2 separate regions of the Triticum aestivum genome follow, and region 1 is linked to region 2. Evidence: chromatin contacts called from public Hi-C data. All regions are on one chromosome and are shown on one strand. The core of a region is the stretch at or near the end of the contact, and the rest is flanking DNA. Distances in the headings are between cores, read along the strand shown.

Region 1 (2,700 bases), core at 73-2,572, 200 kb before region 2:
GAATTGCAGGCAGGGGTTACCTGCGCAAGCGACATCACATCCGTGGCCCCTCGAAGCAGCTCTTGTATCTGGAAGAAAAAGGAGCCACCAAATAAGACAAGAAATTGGGGATAATAAAGGCAGGAGATTGTTGACGAGGTGGGGTGGGGAGGTCTGTCTCACCTTCACCATGACCGGCGCCTCCGTCTCCACGCACCTCTTGGCCAGCTTGGCGAAGCTGCCCATGGTTTCCCCCCCTCCTCCGAGAACCTGGAACTGGGGATTCGGGAGACGAATTTGAGCCGGAGATCCGAGAAGACTGAGCAAAGAAGGGAGGCGAGGCGAGTCTAAGAAGGCGTGGAAGGAAGAAAGGGGCGGGCCTAAATAATTCTCGGACAACAACCTCTGGGTGTGTAGTCGCCAACTGATCCCGAGCTCGCTCACCAACCCCGAAGGCAAGGGAAGGCGTAGGCAGGCAGACAAGGAAGCCACGGGAGAAATAGTGAGAGGTTCGAGGAGCCCGGCCTCTTTTTCCCACTGCTTTCTTGTTCTTCTTTTCTGTCTCTTCCCCTGGACTTTCTTGGCTAGCCGGGTCGCTGGAGGAGGATAAGCGTTGAGCTCTCCCTCCCTCTCTGTCCTTCTTGGGGACTAAAAAACAGTGTGCTTTAATCAAGATAAAACAAAAGGCATGCAATTTTATTGGGAGGAAAACAAAGTAGTACCAGTATGCTACTAGTGTTTTTAGCAGCCGTTTGGTGTCAAAATAAAATGCGAGCCCAATTTGTGCTGCTGCGAGATTTAGGGGGCACGGACAATTCTGGTCAAATTAATGGTCAGGGGAAACAAACTCCTAGTAGGGAGCTGAGGCTATAAATATAAAGAAGCCGAGAAGGTAGTACCACCGGCGCTAGATCTCTGGCGAGGAAGGAACACTTTCCATTTCCCAGGGAAGTCGGGGGCTAGCAGTAGTATAATCCAGGTGCGAACAAAAAGGCCCGGAGATGGAGGCAGACCCAGTCAGCCAGCCAGCCACCGTGCTGCGCACACAGCGGACACGGTCACACGGACGAGGATGGCACCACCACCAACCCCGCGAGTCCACGGCGACGCGCGATCGATCTACTCTGTCTATCTACTCTCGAAACTACTCTACTCTATCTACCCCGCACCGCACGAGGAGAAAGCCGAGGGAAGGAGGAGTGGCCTGCTTGGCTTGGCTTCTTACCGGGCGGCCGGTCGGGAGGCTGCGCGGCGGGTGATGAGTGATGACGACTGTACGCCGTCCGTCCGGTCTCCGGCTCGCGCCTGGGTTCTACTACTGTAATTTGTAGTACGCGATGGGCGGGGGTGGGTGGGTGCGTGTGCGTCGCCGGGTCCTTGTCGCGGCGTGCCTGCGTGCATGAACTGAGTTGGCTCGGATCGGTTCCACGCGTGAGCGGTGACGTGACGGCATGGAACTGGAGGTTGGAGAGACGACATGGAATCATGCATTCGGTGCTCATGTTTGTTTTGTTGTTGTAAAAACAGCCTCAACAGGCTGATTTCCGGGAAGAAATCAACTCTCACGCACGACACATGTTCTCGGGCTTATCGTCTCTTGAAGCCTAGCCCACATGCACGGGTTGTTTTCCCCTTCTGAATTTATTTTTTAAGAAAAATCGATCCATTCATAAACTGTCAAGGCAGTAAAACAATGATGGATTATAAATGAGCTTAGGCATATAAGAAAATAATCTCTGATTAATCTCTAAGGGCCATTTAGGTGCATGGCAAGTGGTGGTAGTTAGTCTCATACTGCTACATAAGAAGAGAGTGAGACACTTTATAAAGGTTGCTCTACCACATGTCATTTGGGAGCTTGGAAATAGAAGTTGTACACGCGCGTTCCTCATCCGCCGCCCGCCTCACCTCGCCACGCCACGCCACACCACGCCACACGCGCACTGCGGGTTGCGGGAACGGGCCGAGCCTTATTTTTGCCGGTCAATAATGGTTAATTAGTTGTTTACGGAAGTGCCACTGTCCTAACGGCCTATATAAGGAGGCGCGGGCCTGTGGAGTGAACCCTATTTCAATTCACTCACTCCCTCTTGCACAGTCCTAGTCGTCATCTATTGTTCCTCTCTATATGCTGCTTCCGGCGATCCCATCCCAAAGACCGCATGCACGGTTGGTTGGAAGAGCAGGCGCCTCCGAAACCTTGTCGTGAGATCCTGCACGGGAGAACGGCAATAAGGTTTTCAGGGAGCGTCTCGATGCGACTGCTCCGATCCGTCCTTCTCTACTTCCACTACTTCCCTTGCATTGACTACATGGCTGACGATGAAGCCGTCAAGGAGAAGGCCTCGGCCGCTACCGTCGCGTTGGCCTAGCCAACCGGAAGGTATGATTCGTTCATCCCCTATTTGCTCGTTCATGTGCTGGTCGTATATATGTTTTTCATATATGTTTCAATTCTATGTAATGTATGTGCTCACATGCTTAGGTATCGGTATGAGATGCATACCTTATTTGCCATGTCTACTGTATATTCGTGGATTAGATTAGTCAGGAAAGTCCTAATATTTTCAACAATCCAAAAACTTTATTTTAGGCACTTTTCGACTCATGGCTTCGCCACTACTCTAAAACCGGAAAAGTTCTGAAACACATTTTAAGCACTGGCAGACAAGGACCACCTTGTGGCTCACAACAATGAACGTGTTCTGAGTTGGTGGTGTC
Region 2 (2,700 bases), core at 70-2,569:
CTGTAGTGAATGCGGCGTTTTCTTTAGTCAGAGCCGAACATATCTAGCTACAGTCACACCGCAACAGTTCGTCGCTTGACATGACACCACTGATCTAAGCAAACCGGAACCGGAGGAGAAACTAGATTTGCAATTGCAAGTAAGGATGAGACTGAAACAGGGTAATCAGAGAGACGTAATACCTGCGATGAGAGGCGCACGGTTTGATCCCTCGCAGTCTCCAGCGCGCTCGCAATCAGAAGGAACTGCACAAATAAGCATATCACGGTATGAGCCAATGACCAAAATGAACCAGCTCGAGCTCAGTTCGACCAAAATGATTCGTCGGCAACGTACTCTGCTGGCACGCGCCGGCGACGGGGTCCCACGCGAGCCCGGGCACGCACAGGCAGCGCCGCACCGCGCCGGCCGCGACCGGGTCGCCGGCGCACGTGGCGTTGGCGCCGTCCTCGCAGTCCGCCTGCGTCTGGCAGAGCGGCTCCCTCGGCGTTGCCCACTGCAGCTCGAGGCCGAGGCGGCCGCCCCACGTCGCCGGCGGCTGCGCGGGGTCGAGGTTCACGAAGCTGGTGTAGGCGCTACAGAGCTCGGGCGACGCGCGGATCCGGTGCGACGTCGACGACCCGCCCGCCACGAACGTGCAGCAGAGCGGCAGCGGCGCGCAGGGCGACCGCGCGGCGTCGGCGTAGGCATGGCAGAGCGAGCTGGACGAGCAGTTGAGTGGGGAGCGCAGCAGCGCGGAGGTGCAGTTGAGGAGCATGATGGTGTTGGAGGAGCTCACGTTGAACGGCAGCGACGGGTCCAGCTGCACGCCGCGCCCGGCGGGGGCCCCCACGGACACGCACGTGTCGCTGGACACCAGCGGCGCCGGGGCGACCACGAGGCGCTGCGCCGCCGGGGACACGGAGGTGATCGGGTAGGAGGTGCCGTTGAGCGCGTCGAAGAAGAGCGTCGACGTGCCGGCCGCGCACCGGACCTTGTACGCTGGGTCGCCGCACCCGTCCGCCGTGCTCAGCGGGTACGGCACCGCCGTCGAGCCGCACGGGGGGCAGACCCGCGCATGGCCGCCCAGCGGCAACAGCGCCGCGAGGATGGCGACTGCCGTAACCTCGAAGAGGAACAGGGGACGACGGCCGCAAAACGGTCTCGCCATTGCTTCAAGCTTCTTTGCCGTTGCTGTACGGGTGGCTGATCGATCCGCGAACCATTTAAGGTGTGGTTGAATGTTTGTGGTTGCGTTGAGCGGAAGGTCGGAAATGTTTGACTCGTTTGGCAGCCGCCTTGACTAGTGCCATTTGGAAGCTTATCTTGGAAACCAACAAGGCTTACCCTGTTTGCATCTGTTTGAAGCTTATTACCCGGGGACCCATGTGGAGTGTCGTGTTATCTGGAGCAGTATCTTGGCTTCGCTTCACTGACGACTTTGCCGCTCTACCTTCGTCCCGCACCAACAATGTTGAGTCGTACATCCAAAACGATACGATTCAGTCGATCTGGAGTGAAGCAACGTTGTCACCCTTTTCAGAAAGATTTTTGAAAGTATCTTTTAGTCGCCCATTCAGAAAGATGGGAGGCCTTGATCAATGAACCTGGTTGGGCGGGGATGATACCTTAGAGGTTCAGGTTGTTGAATCACAATATTTTCAGTATGATGTTAGTGTAAGATTTCACCTTCATAAAATTAAATCAACAAAAAAACTTGACACACTAAGATAACCTCATCACATCTGAATAATCAAATCAGTGAGGACACAAAACTCTTTAACCTTGTGGCACCACATAGAAAAAACGAGTAATTTTATTCTCAATAAGCTACGATGATAACTAGACGTTGACGAAGAACATAAAGCTCTTAAAGGTCTGAGGTCCCCCGTCTCTCAACCCCGAAATGGCAGCCACGGGCTCAGAAGTTCCCTGGCGGCTGTTGTAGTCCTTCGAGAAACCCTCTTTCTAGTCAGTTGATTGGAGTTAGGAAAATTCACTCGCCGAACACCCACGAGGGCACGAATGAGCCGACCCACTCAACAGTGCTCATCATTGTATCCTAAGAAGACACACTCAACAGACTGAGCGGACAGTTTGGTGCGTTCACGAGGGGCTAGAAGAACAACCAAACAAATGAAGCGCCGAGTAATCAGGAGAACGATCAAAGAGACGCTCGAAAGTAACGCCGCCCTGCAAAGCAGTGGACGCCTGAAGGTTGATGAGTGTCGGTGTCAAAACCTGCAGATCTCGGGTAGGGGGGCCCAAGTTGTATGTCTGAGGACCAATGGTAACTATGGACAAAGGACACAATATTTACCTTGGTTCGGGCCCTCTTAATGAAGGTAAAACCCTACTCCTGCTTGATTATATTCAAAGGGTATAGGGGTTACAAGAGTTGATCTACCTCGAGATCGATTCGGCTAACCCTAGATCAGCTAGCCTAGCAATGTTGTGATCCTGCCTCCGATCTACCCTCCGATTTATATAGACACCGGAGGGGCTTAGGGTTGTACAAAGCCGGTTTTACAGAAAGGAATAACATATCGGACACCTATACTTGCCATTCACGCATACGGGTGTCCCCACCGTACACGAGATCTTCTATGTTGTATCTCAACGGCCCATCAGTCCGGCCCACATCCAATAGACCGGACGCCCGAGGACCTCCTAGTCCAGGACTCCCATAGTAGCCCTTGAACCTGTTTTCCATGATGATAT

The links. Hi-C and Micro-C count contacts between places; a contact is called where the count stands out from the background.
Region 1: a Hi-C map of leaf shows a contact between it and region 2, with 6 times the contacts expected there. The contact joins the promoter of LOC123069030 here to the promoter of LOC123069029 in region 2. A contact is called at or near these places in 3 of 5 Hi-C or Micro-C datasets (leaf and an unstated tissue).

What each region holds. Positions count from the first base shown.
Region 1 is chr3B:140,388,941-140,391,640 of IWGSC CS RefSeq v2.1, reverse strand. It overlaps LOC123069030 (aromatic aminotransferase ISS1), which reads right to left and starts at 1,322. Exons shown (of 11, transcript XM_044491766.1): 1 at 1,205-1,322; 2 at 383-627; 3 at 163-255; 4 at 21-68. The coding sequence starts at 225.
Region 2 is chr3B:140,191,706-140,194,405 of IWGSC CS RefSeq v2.1, reverse strand. It overlaps LOC123069029 (wall-associated receptor kinase-like 20), which reads right to left and starts at 1,319. Exons shown (of 3, transcript XM_044491761.1): 1 at 337-1,319; 2 at 183-245. The coding sequence starts at 1,150.